Linked DNA regions of Mus musculus: region 1 is linked to region 2. The links are chromatin contacts, called in public Hi-C maps. All regions are on one chromosome and are shown on one strand. The core of a region is the stretch at or near the end of the contact, and the rest is flanking DNA. Distances in the headings are between cores, read along the strand shown. Region 1 overlaps Gm31432 (a long non-coding RNA gene). Region 2 overlaps 4931429L15Rik (RIKEN cDNA 4931429L15 gene).

Evidence for each region. Hi-C and Micro-C count contacts between places; a contact is called where the count stands out from the background.
Region 1: a contact with region 2 is called in a Hi-C map of the N1E-115 cell line, with 7 times the contacts expected there. The contact joins two enhancer-like sites. A contact is called at or near these places in 2 of 484 Hi-C or Micro-C datasets (the N1E-115 cell line and neural progenitor cells), 1 of 115 datasets of contacts at active chromatin or transcription factors (embryonic stem cells) and 1 of 9 other capture datasets (adipose tissue).

What each region holds. Positions count from the first base shown.
Region 1 is chr9:46,477,299-46,484,004 of GRCm38.p6, reverse strand. All of the region lies in intron 1 of Gm31432 (a long non-coding RNA gene), which reads right to left. Among named protein-coding and RNA genes, the nearest start is that of Gm22659, 82 kb to the left of the region's middle. Within about 2 kb of position 1,359, at least 22 of the 459 cell types and tissues checked have an H3K27ac peak or open chromatin away from gene starts, as enhancers often do. A contact at or near this core is called in the N1E-115 cell line, where this site is marked.
Region 2 is chr9:46,312,096-46,318,001 of GRCm38.p6, reverse strand. It overlaps 4931429L15Rik (RIKEN cDNA 4931429L15 gene), which reads left to right. Exons shown (of 13, transcript NM_183104.2): 2 at 1,275-1,454; 3 at 1,946-2,168. Among named protein-coding and RNA genes, the nearest start is that of 4931429L15Rik, 4.9 kb to the left of the region's middle. Within about 2 kb of position 2,866, at least 44 of the 459 cell types and tissues checked have an H3K27ac peak or open chromatin away from gene starts, as enhancers often do. A contact at or near this core is called in the N1E-115 cell line, where this site is marked.

The sequences.
Region 1 (6,706 bases), core at 110-2,609, 170 kb before region 2:
AAGCCCATGCCCATAGTGACACACCTACTCCAAGAAGGCCACACCTACTTCAACAAGGCCACACCTACTCCAACAAGGCCACACCTACTCCAACAAGGCCACACCTCCAAATAATGCCACTTCTTGGGCTAAGCATATTCAAACCATGACAGTTTCTCAAATCCTGAGCTTTCAAAATCTTGAGATATGTTTCTGCTGTTTATAAGCCATCCAAATCACCGCATTCTGCTGCAACAGCCCACTCACTGGACATCATCAAGTACGGAAGAGTCTTAATCAAACCCACCTGGCCACACCCACTTTGTCTCCAGATTCTGAACCCGTTGATTGTAACTACAATCAGTTTTAGACACATCCAAATATGGAAACTCTAGATTCTCATGTAACTCAGCTCCTTTACAGGAGTGGGCAGATGAGTTATGTAGCTATTTTACTTCTGGGCAGTATTATGAAGGGCTGACTCTACAGATCACAGTCCCTGGTGGCATGGGTAGCCATCTATCCCAATCATCCATCCTCCTGTTTCCTAATGTCCCCATCAGAGGAGCTGTGACCCTCCTAGACACCAGACAAGCACAGGGACCCAACTATGTTCTCCGGGTGCCATCTGGGGTTCATAAACAAACAAGCAAAGTCATGCTGTGCTAAACCTGAGACCTGGGGAAGGAGGATCTTGACCTGAGGTCAGGGCCAGCAGCAGCCACAGCCCCAAGACTAAGGGATTTCTGAGTGCCCCTCCCAAACCTGGAAGCCCCCATTCCCAACCCCAGGCTGACCTCTCCTGGCCAGACCCTGCCAAGCAGTTTGGAAAGAGAAAGGATGAGACATCCTGGATTCATTTCTCCCTCACTGTCTTCTGCAAAGAAAGAACAGGACAAAGAAGAAATGAGGAGAAATGGGTCTCCCCACTCTCCAGCCTACCCTGCTCCCCTAGACTCCAGCTGCCAGCCTAAAACCACAAAGCCTTTTTGCTCACAACCCAAAGGGAGAGAAAAGAGGAACGGAAAAAAAAGAAGAGAAGGCAGCCGCAGCTGATTTCAAAAGGCGGGCTAATTTGTGCAGCCCCGGACAGCCACATTTGCATAATGAAATGTGCAGAGGATGTTTGGCTCATGTATTTTTTAGAAGGTTTAACTTTAATTTTATTTAGCCTAAGAAGGGCATGTCACTCAAACTCCGCTGGTCATTTATAAAAATATTTCAATTGTGTTTCCAAGGAGCTGTCTTTCTGGCCTAAGTGGCTGGTGCTGGAGGTTGGGAATGCTAATGCAGAGGTCGGGAGATCGATAGGGGAGGGAGAGAATGAGCAAGGGAGACGGGAGGGGCAGAGATGCTAAGAACAGCGGTGAAGAAAGGACTGGATGCTAAGGAAAAGAATGAGAGCTGACTTTGTGCAGTGGAACAATGCTCCCAGAGAGGCAGTCGCTCTAACAGCAACCTAGGACACTTCCACTGGTGGGGATGGGTGTTTCCAGCAGACCACGCCCTACTCACACTGGTCTCAAGTGGGCCCAGCCCTTCCAGTCCACAGAGTTTGAATTTCTATTCAGTTTGCTACTCCGATCTCCCACAAATACAGTTTCCAAGAAAGTCATCCTCAAACCAAGCTGTCTTCTCATCACTGGGTCCTTTGCAAGAAGCGCTTTCTCCATCTGTCACCCTGAATCTCACTGTGGGACTGTGCACCCAAGTTGAGAAAGGGAAGGCCCAGCTTAGCCACACTGCAGGCTTCCTTCCTCCAGCCCCCTCAACTCCCTACCTTCCATTTCCCACAAACGCCCCAGACATGTTACACCACTGGACCAAGCATGGCTTCAAACTCATTACAACATCTAGTACAGAAGAGATGAGGAAGGAGGAAGGAGGGGACAGAAATTCCCTCTTTCCTCCTCGGGACCGCAAAGAACTTCTCAAAGACCCTAGAGGCAAAATTTGTGGCTGGCAGATTTAAAAGATGGGGCCAGACACAGGAGAAACTCCCTAGCAGAGGAAGCTAGGCCCTCCCTGCTCATTCCTGGCTACTTATTCACACCACAAAACCTGGGTACCCTTGAGTTCTTCTCTTAGTCTCAAAGACTGGAAAAGAAACTTCAAGCTTCGTGCAAAACGGCTTGACGTCCTTATTCAGTCCCCTCTGAACAGCTGTCCACGCTGAGTTTTCAGCTTTCATCTTGACCAGGGACACGACCTATGGCTCAGGCATTCTGAGTCTGATACCTCCCAAGGTCTCAGTCTTGGAGCTCACAATGCCTAAGCCAGCTGCAAAGTGAAGGGCCTCACTACAGCATTCTACACATGACACATCCCAAAACGTACTGGAAAAGTAATTATCAGGCCAGTAAGATGGCTCGGCCAATAAGAACGCAGACCACAAACCCTAATGACCTGAGTTTGACCCCCAGTCCTATATGGTAATAGAAGAGAGAGAAATGACTCCCTCAAGTTGTCCCCTAACCTCCACTTGTACTCTGTGGAGAAAACATACACGCAGAGACATACAACAAATAAGTGGAATTTAATTTTTTTCAATTAAATTTACACCCAGCCAGAATAGGCCAGGGCTGTTAGTTTAACCCCCAGAGTTCATGAACTTGGCTGAGAGTTGTGTGGAATAGGGAAGAAAGGTTCATAGGTTGACAACATGTGAGAAACGGCTAAATTATAAGACATTGTGAACTGGACCTGTCTGGGTTCTAATCGGCTCGTGCTAATCTGAGCAATAGTCTCTGTCTCTCTGGTCCCCAGCTTCTTCATCTATGAGGAAGAAGAAACTGGGACCCACCTAACAGGATGCTGCAATTCATGGGCGTCATGCATTCTAATAAGCAGCTCCAGGGCAAGAGAGACGAGAGTGCTGTCCGACTGGCACATCTCCTCGCAGAAACCCTGGGGCAAGTGCCCATTGTGGACACCATAAAGGACAGTCATGGAGAAGGAGGGTGGCAAAACATTCAAGTAAACAAACACCAACTTATGTATTTATTTAATATTATAATTGTATATGTATGTATTTATATATTTGTTATATTCACAAATATGTTATTATTATTAATGAGAGACTTCGGGGAGCCAAAAGAGTCACTACTACCTAGGCAACAATGTGTCTGGAAGCCCCAGACAGGGTCCTGATGTGCCCTATATATATATTCTTACTGTGGGTCCCCAACACCTGGCCTTCTCACCTTCCTCTGGTAAACAATAGTAACAGCTCTAGGTGGATGAAAGAAGCCATCACACAGGTCCCCAGCTTTTGGTTAGGAAAGGACCCCCAGAGCTGGCTTCCAGCCTTCTAGTCCTCAATATGTAGGGATAGAATGGCTTAGACCAGACTGGAGAGGGGAGAAGAGCCAGGGGAGGGGCTGGCTCCGGCCACTGCAGTCCCACGGGAGGTGCCTGCATATGGCCAGCCAGGCTTGGCAGCCCGAGCACACTAATCCTGCTGTCAGCCAGGCCGGGCGCCGGATTAGGAAATGTCATGTTTCAAAGGAAATTACTTCCATTTTCTCCCCAGGAAGGGGAAAAGGCAGAAAGACAAGCAAACTCCCAGGGTCGTGTACTGGGAGACAGGCCAGCATATGGGCGCCTCTCCTCCCTCCCTAACCCTTCTGCAGATGCCCAGAAGTGACAGCGTTCGCCTTCCAGAGTTCATCTGGCCAAGGACAAATGGATTTCACAGTTTATCAAGAGAGGAAGGGGCGTGTCGATGCTCCTCAGCCTTGACTCACCTTTGACCTCTGCTTTCCCTGCCCATTATGTCACAAGTTCCCTGGAGGACCCCGCCCCCTCATCTGCAGGCTTGGGGCAGTCTCCTGGGATCCAGAAGCCTGGGAGAGAATTCACCCTTGACCCTCAGGGAGGTGCTGGAAGGTCTCCCTGTGGCCTGGCCCTGAGACCCTGCCTCTTATCAGGGGCCCCACACACTATAAGCAAGTCAGAAAAGCTGAAGACAGAAAGAATAGAGCCACCCCCTCCAGATCTCTCTCTCTCTCTCTCTCTCTCTCTCTCTCTCTCTCTCTCTCTCTGCTGTGATTTCGCCACGTCTCATCTTTTCCTGCCTCATTGGAGACAATAGTAAACACTTCATCTCATTGCCGAGGATGCTTCTTAATTACCAAAGTAATGTCACAATATTCCCAATTAATTAATTCTAATCTGGCCCAGAAGAGAGGTCTCGCATACAGTCACCTCTTTGTGCTTCTGGAGCAGAGGACCAACGCTACAGATATGGTGACTGAAGTGTGTTCGTATGGAGTTATCAGATACTATCTGCAATCAGGATGTCACCATACGCTTACTCTTCCACATTCTTGCATATTAAATGAATTTTCATATCACATTTCCCAACAAACACTGCTTCAAGTCAACCCTTATTTATTTAATAACTCCATGCAAATGTTTCAAAGGAAATGTTTCAAAAACTATTACCTTGGGCTGGCCTTGAAGTGGGGAGGGAACTCTCTGGATGGGAAGTGAGGAACTGTCCCTCTGTATCTGCTGGGGCAGAGGCAGTCCTTGACCTTGTTACTATGCTCCTCTACCCCAGGTGTCACCAGTCCCAAGACCCCTGAAGTCTCAGGGGGAGACAGCAACCCTCCTACAATAACCCCCTGCCCCAAACCCTGGCTTTGTCCACTTACAGATGACCTATGGCAGCCTCTCAGCGCTCAGATAGCCTCATGCTTTGGATAACAACCCACTGGTGTGTATGTATGTGTGTGTGTGTGTGTGTGTGTGTGTGTGTGTGTGTGTTTAGAATCAGGTCCTGTGTCTCTGTCATGGACTAGATGATCCCACAGGCCACTGCAGCCTGTTCATTGCTCATGTATGTTTCATATATGAGCAAATGCAGTGACTTTCCACATTTGTATGACATGCTGTGCCCTCCAGGGTGCTCATTTATAAGCAATATAAGCAACACCCAAGCATCTTTGGGGCAAAAAAAAAAAAAAGGTCTTCCCTATCCTGCCCCTTTTTCTACACTTGTAGCTTTCCTTCATTTGCTTGTTTGGGACAGGGTCTCATTGAGGCTCCAGTTTGCCTTGAACTGGCTGGGTCAAGAATGACCTTGTATTTCTGTTCACCCTGTCTCTACCTCCCAAGTGCTGGAGTCTCAGGTATATACTACTTTTTATGTGGTGCTTCACTCTCTGACACAGGCTCATGGCTAATGAGTGGCCAGAGGCTCCTACCCCAGCAACACGATTAGCCAGTGACAGAATACACCTTTATTCCAGACTCTTGACCCCAGAGTCAATGATTTCCTGCCATTGGGCTATCAGGAGACATAAGTCATATAAAACATCCTGACAGCTGGACCTGGTGACCATATTGATAGCATCTGGTACTACAATAATCCCAGCATAGTATCTCCTGGAACCATCCCCTGCCCCACCGGGGTCTGAGGCTCCCCCTGTGATGTCCAGCAGAGAGCTTGTTCCTGCTGTCCTCAGCTCTACTGCTCACCAGTGTTTGTAATAAATTGTGGAGCGCTGACTTCCCAGGAGCCGGAGCTCCGTACTGCTACCTGATTCTTTTTATTAATGTTCCATCCCATCCATAAAGGAACACGGGTTCCAGGGACTACAGTGGCATACACATCTCCTTCCAGTCTCTAGTGTGAACTTTTGATATCTTCAAAGTGGGGATGTACTATCTCATATGGAAAATCTCCCAAGTTTCTGTAGAAAGTAGAGGATAGTGTGTAAGTTCTGGAGCACACAGAAGAGAGATGACCTGCTTGGATTGTCCCAAGCAGGTGCCTCAGGTAAAAGGGCTGCTTGGTGGTCTTCCCCCACAACCCACTAGGATCTGTGACTCCTGGCTGATGCCTCCTTAGCCACCATCCCAAGCCCCAGACTCTCGCCCTTTACCTTTGTCACTTCATCCGAACCTCTTTCCCTTGAGTGGGAAGGATGAGGAGGGCTCTTGCCAAGTCACTCACAGTGAGGAGAACTGACTGATGAGAGGCCAACAGTCCTAATGAAGAAATTCTCCACTCTGTCCCCATGCCACTGTGGCAGAACAACACCTCAGAGCTGGGTTAGCTAAGCCAGCAGGGGTATGACACTCCCAGCTTGTGGATTTCCTACCAATCAGTTTATAGTAGGAACATTCTAGAACACAGCTTCCTTGTTTCTCCAGACCCACTGCTTCTGTGGAGGCTTCCTGAGTTGCCTTGTGCTCACGCCCAGCTTGCATGGTTCTTGGACCAGACCTCAACTCTACGAGGTAGATGTCCTTTCACCAGGTTAAAGAACTGAGGTAGCACACTTCTTAGTTGGCCAGGCTGAGACTCTAATATGGATCCATCTGACCCAGGTTGGCTACTTTGCCTGCCTCAGCTTAGTGCGGTCCCCTCACAAAGAGCTCACTCACAAAGCTGGAGTCTGACAGAGCTCTACTCATCCATCCATCCCACAGGTATTCACCACCAGGCCCAGCCTTGGGCACTAGGCACACACGCCCAGCCTGATCCTTGGCCTCCTGGAGCTGACATTCCATTCCATCTGTCTGGTTTTGACAGAGGCTGCACGAGTCCTGATTCTGTACCCAGGGTTGCTTCCCCTCCGCACCTACAGTCAAGTCAGAAACCTGAGAGGAGCCAGGCAACAACTAACTTACCCATCTCATGCCTCTTTGTCCTGCTACTGTGATTCCAAGAAAGCCAATGGCTCCTTGCAGCAAAAAAAGGATTCCTAGTAGTATG
Region 2 (5,906 bases), core at 1,617-4,116:
ACACCAAGAGCCATTTCCCTAAGGCCCAGGATTTATAGAGGACAGCAAAGATAGCCAGCCACTCAACCAGCCCCAGCCCCATCTGCCAGAGACCAGGCATCCAGACCCTGGTAGGGGGAAGCTGTGGCTGGTAAATAAAAAAATTTATTAAGAATATGTTAGCTGAGCCGGGCAGTGGTGGTGCACGTCTTTAATCCCAGTACTTGGGAGGCAGAGGCAGGCGGATTTCTGAGTTCAAGGCCAGCCTGGTCTACAGAGTGAGTTCCAAGTCAGCCAGGGCTACACAGAGAAACCCTGTCTCGAAAAAAGAAAGAAAGAAAGAAAGAAAGAAAGAAAGAAAGAAAGAAAGAAAGAAAGAAAGAAAGGAAGGAAGGAAGGAAGGAAGGAAGGAAGGAAGGAAGGAAGGAAGGAAGGAGAGAGAGAGAGAGAGAGAGAGAGAGAGAGAGAGAGAGAGAAAGAAAGAAAGAAAGAAAGAAAGAAAGAGAAAGAAAGAAAAAGAAAGAAAAGAAAAGAAAAGAAAGAAAAGAGAATATGTCAGCTGGAGTGAAGCAATGGCTCGGTCTGTAAAGAATTTGCCTTATAAACACAAGGACCTGAGTTCAATTCCCAGAATCCAGTAAAAAACGCCCTGTTCCTAAGCCAGTGTAAGAGGCAAAGAAAGGAGGGCCCTTGGGCCTGGCTGGCCAGTCTGTCTAGTTTAATTGGTGGGTTCCAGGCCAATGAGAGATGCTGTCTCAAAGGAGGTGGACAAGTTCTCTGAGGTGACACCAAGACTGTCCTCCAGCCTGACACACAGGAAAGCAGCAGGCTTGCTTGCACAGCGCCTGCCTGCCCTTCATGGTGGCCAGCCTTCCTTCCTCTTCCTGCTCACTCTAGTGAAGACCCCAGGGTAGTGAGGAGAAGCTGGAGAGGAAACAAGGAACCAGCAGACAGCTGGGGGTGCTGGCCACACACTCCCCAACCCTGGCAGCACAAGCCCCATCATTGGGTGCTAATTAAATCCCCCTAATGAGGAAAACGGATGCAGGAGCTGGCTCCTCCGTGGCCTCCCCGGCCCACCGCCCTTGCCTCTCCATCGGACTTATCGCTCGTCACAGGATGTTTACAATAATTTTTAATTTGTGCAATTATTAATCACTTTTCTATCTCCCTCATTTGCATAATAATTAGTCATCTCACTGTTTGGCATGCCTGTGAATGACAGTGTTTTAAATTGAATTAAGATTTTAATATTCTATTTTCCTGCTTTCTTCCCCTCCACACGCTAATCAAAGTCAGATTTGGCAGCCAGAGGGAGGGTACGGAGGAGGTTGGCAGGCACTGGACTTGGCCCATTCTGTGCTCCTGAGAACCAACCGTGCTGAGAACAGGGCCTGTGGAGAAGGCAACAAGCAATCACCCTACTCCAAACGGAGGCTGAAGGGGTTAACCCAGCCATAGCTAATTGAGCAGAGGTAATGAGGAGTGGGGAGGGGCAGCCAGGGAGGAGGGGTGGGGAGGGAGGAGGGTCACAGGCTCAGCGGCACCAGAGAGCAAGAAAAGTGCTTTTCATTTATTTTCTTTTCCAAGTAGGCTGCTTTTGGTAAGGGAACACTAGAGGGGACATGATAGGCCAGCCATTGATCCCCAGTTAGACTAGGTTAACTGTGAAGGCTCTGAGTCCCGCAAGTGGAGGAAGCAGGCTGGAGCAGCCTAAAATCCCATTCATTGCGTCTCTCTCAACGTGCAAGACAATTTTCTGGGGTTGACTCCCTGTTCTTCTCCCCACTTCTCCACACACCAACAGGTCCTCTGCCCAAGTTGGGTGCCTCACGGGTGAGGAACAAGAAGTAAGGGATTTCCACCGACAAGGGACAGCAGACAGGCCACGTGTCCCCTAAGTTAGAGGCAGCTGTGGCTCTACAGATCATTTTCTAACCCTAAATCCTTCTTCTAATCACGCCAGGGATTCAGCCTCAGCCTGGAGGAGGGCCTGTTCTATTGCTGCCTCCCTTTGGATTGCCTTTCGTGTTGCCATGGTGATCCCTAGGCTACCCAGGATACCCATTGCTGCCCCAGAATTCTCTGCTTGAGCAGAGCGGCTCTCCCTTCAGCCTGTTTAGAACACCTTTCTTTTTACTATGATATGCTCAAGCTCTGCAAAAACCAACACCGCTTTGTCCATACAGGTGAGTCGGGATGGACATTGGCTCCCAGAGATGGGCTCTGTGCAAACAATATGAAGGCAGGTCAGCCATCACAGGCAAGGGGCTGGAAACCACACTCCAACACAGCCACCAAGCTCTTCCCCCACACCACACAAGGGCTTTCAACTCTGCACATGAGGACCAAAATCAGGAAAGTCCCCCATGAGGGAAAGAAGAAAAGGGGTCTTGTCAGGAGGAGAGCTAGGCTGGAAGGGTTTGAACCCCTACCTCCAGTGGGTCGCCTCCTTCTCTGGATCCCCTTTGGCTCAGGACATCCCAGAGCGTCCTTGCCCTCCTACTAATTCCTGCTGACACACATGGAGAGGCTCTGGCCTCAAGGCTGGTCCATCTAGGTGCCCACACAACCTAGTGTCTGCCCAAAGGAATAGCAACAGCAATAAGCCATCAGGATTTAGGAAAGGCACAGCCCAATCTAGGATGAACAGGAAAGCAATGAGAAGCCAGGCCGGGAGCTTTGAGCTGTGTCCCCAGGCCAAACCAGAGAAAGCACTCAGTCTCTCAGCCCCAGACAGGCTAAGAGAATCCAGAGTATCACCTGGGGACATCAGCACTAAGGAAAACCCAGACTTGTAGATAATCAACTCTAACCAGTACAGCCTTGTTTCTGGATCCTTATGGCCCTGGAATGAGAAGTGGTAAGGCCCATAGCTAGTGCTATAGCAGCCTCTACTGGCCACCTTTGCCTTCTATGCTGTGCCAGGAGCCCTGCATCCTAGTTGTTTGGGATGGTCCTGTGAACACCTGTTGTCATTAATGCTGAGGACTCACTCTCAGAAATACCCCAGTACACACATGACTTCAGTAGCCTTCAGTCACAGCCGAGTTCCATGTCCCAGAATGCCTTCAAGGGCATAGAGAAATAGGTGGTGCGTTAAGATCTCTGACCCCGGCAGCAAAGCATCTTTCTCATCAGACCACAGGAGTGAATAATTCAGAGTCCTCTGTCCTGGGCCAGGACTAAGGCTTCTTGACAGCGCCACCGTGAAGAAGATGGAAAGCAGGTGTGTGGTGAGCAGGAGGGAGGGGCCTTGGCCTAAAGAGGGTAGAAGGGATGAGATGGAAGTATCCAGAGGGCAGGAAGTGCCAAGGGTGTGACATGCTATTGCTGCATGTGTCCAGCAGATGGCAACATAGAGCAGTCTGCATCAGCTCTTGGAAGGGACCTGCCTGAGCCAGGACTGGCTTCTGATGTCCTGCAGTGCAGAGCGCGCTCTCTCTCTCTCTCTCTCTCTCTCTCCTGTTCTTGGTCCATTTCCCCCCAGATGAGTCCTTAGGTAGGCTAAACTACAAAATCGCTAAAGAATACATTTCATAAGCCCTATGCCTACCTTCCCAGGAGAGGAAAATTGGAAGAGAAGCCAGGCCTATTAGCTCCATGGATTCCTGGAGCCCTCTGTCTTTTCCCAGTGCCTGCGTGGTGCAAAGCTCCAAGGGAACCCTTTTTCCCTCACCCACTGGGTCAGGGATTCTGAGTCCAGAGATGAAGAGACCTGTGTGAGCTGAGGGAATGTCTCCACGGTCTGTCATTCAGAGATGTTCATGCCGATTAGCAGCATGGTGATGGGCAATGTCCACTTACCATCAGGATCTGCAGAATGTGAGGATCTAGGAACGGCAGCCATAGCTGCTATCTCATAGAGCTCTATCAGGCGGAGAGAACCTGAGCTGCTACTGACAGATCTCCAGCATCTCCTCCTTCTGAGTCCCCTCCAGGTAAAACAGAGGCCAGACTGGAAGTCTCAGAAGGCACACCCTGCCTACACAAGCATATTACTATCACAAGCTTGGGTTGCTGTCCTAGGGCCCCAGTCCCAGACCATTAACTTGCTCTATGGATCCAAGACTCTCTAGGCATGTGGATAGAGACAATTTGGAGTCTTAAGTTCCCTAGGCAGAAGGAGATTTTTCAGAAAAGGAATAATGAAGATCTTCAAATCCAGGAAGATTTGATGCCTTCAAAGGTGTTCAGCCCACACCTACACATCATTCACGAACTAGTCACTGAGTCTTCAAGTCCACACTTGGTTAGTTGGTTCATCTTGCTTTGTATTGAAGGTTGGCCTCAAGTTCACTATGTTAGCCCCAGCTGGCCCCAAACTCCCAATAATCCTCCTGACTCAGCCTCCCAAGTTGCAGAGATTACAAGCATAGGCCACCACACCCAGGTGCAAGCTCACTCTTGCTTGCCCAGTTCTTACCTACAGAGAAAGCTTATGCTGGCCTCCGGGTGAATTCAACAAATATTAAATGTCTTGTATGGGCCCGACTTTGGGCTGGTTGCTGGAGATTGTGGCCTCTATCTTTAATAAACTCTAAGTCCACAGGCGAAGGAAAACATGAAGTTCGCTGTACTACAGAGACCTCTAGTAGAGTTGGGAATATAACGCATCATGGAGTGAGCCCCTGATGCCACTGTGTCAGCAGCAAGGGACAGGGAGAATGTCCAGGAAGGAAATGACATTTGAGCAGGGTGCTGAAGGCTAAGAGCCGGAGGATTGGAAGTAAAGACCATGCTCACTCAGGGTGTGTGTAGTCCAGGGAGGGGCAGGTAAAGAAGTCCCACAGGCTGTGAAGGCTCTCAAGCAAAGGCTGAGGATGCTGGACCTTACATAAGGGCTTCTCCCAGAATCTGCTTCCAGCAGGTCATTCCTGACCTCGGCCTTCTCTCTGGTGTCTGCACTCCTGCCTCTCCCCTCCCCGTTCTCACAAAAGCCACAGACTCCCTGCCTCTGGGCCTGGCAAAGCTACTCCATAAATATCTGATTGGACAGTTCCCTGTGCTAATGTGGCAGTTATGTGACCCAGCACACACAGGACCATCAGTTAGCCTAGCTAATGAGATCTCTTCTAAGGAGCTGGAGAGCAAAGATCTGTATGCACCCTGGTCACCTCCCACCTGCAGTTCCCACCCAGCTGGTTATGAACCCAAGGACCCCACAATCCCCAAACAGGATAAACGTCGTCTTCGGAGTCCCGTGAAGCTCAGGAAAGACTCAACCAGGAAGCAGATTCTGTGCAGGGAACACTGCAAACGTCTAAAGTAGAACTGGGTGACAGGGCCACTCTCTAGCTGTGACAAGCTGGGCATTCACCTAGTAACCCAGGTGGCTGCTTGAGTGGTGACTTTGCCACACTTTCACAAGGAGGCTTTAAACTGGGACTCAGAAGCTAAGTTCTGGTTAGGCATGGCGGCTGCTGCCTGTAATCTTAGCACACTGGTGGTGGAGGCGAGAGGGTCAGGGGTTCAAGACCGTTCTTGGCTACATAGCAAGTTCAGAGCCACATAAAGAAAGGCACCTGTGGCCAAGCTTGACAATCCGAGTTCCATGCCTGGGACCCACGTGGCAGAAGGATAGAGGTGACTCCCACAAGTTGTCCTCTGACCACACACACACACACACACACACACACACACACACACCATAAAAGTTTGTTTTAAAAGCACTGATTCACTTAGGGGCAGCAATTATACCCCAGCAGATAAAGCACATTCCTTAAAGGGCTGACTATCAGAGTTCGATCCCTGGAGTCCACATAATGGTAGAAGGAGAAAACCAACTCAACAGAGCTGTCCCCTGGCCTCCACACATAGGCTGTGGCATGCACGTTCCACATCATACACACATGCACAAGAATGGTAAAATTTACATTTTAAAACTACTGACTAACCTCTGAGCCTGTGGGAGGTTACCCAGACCA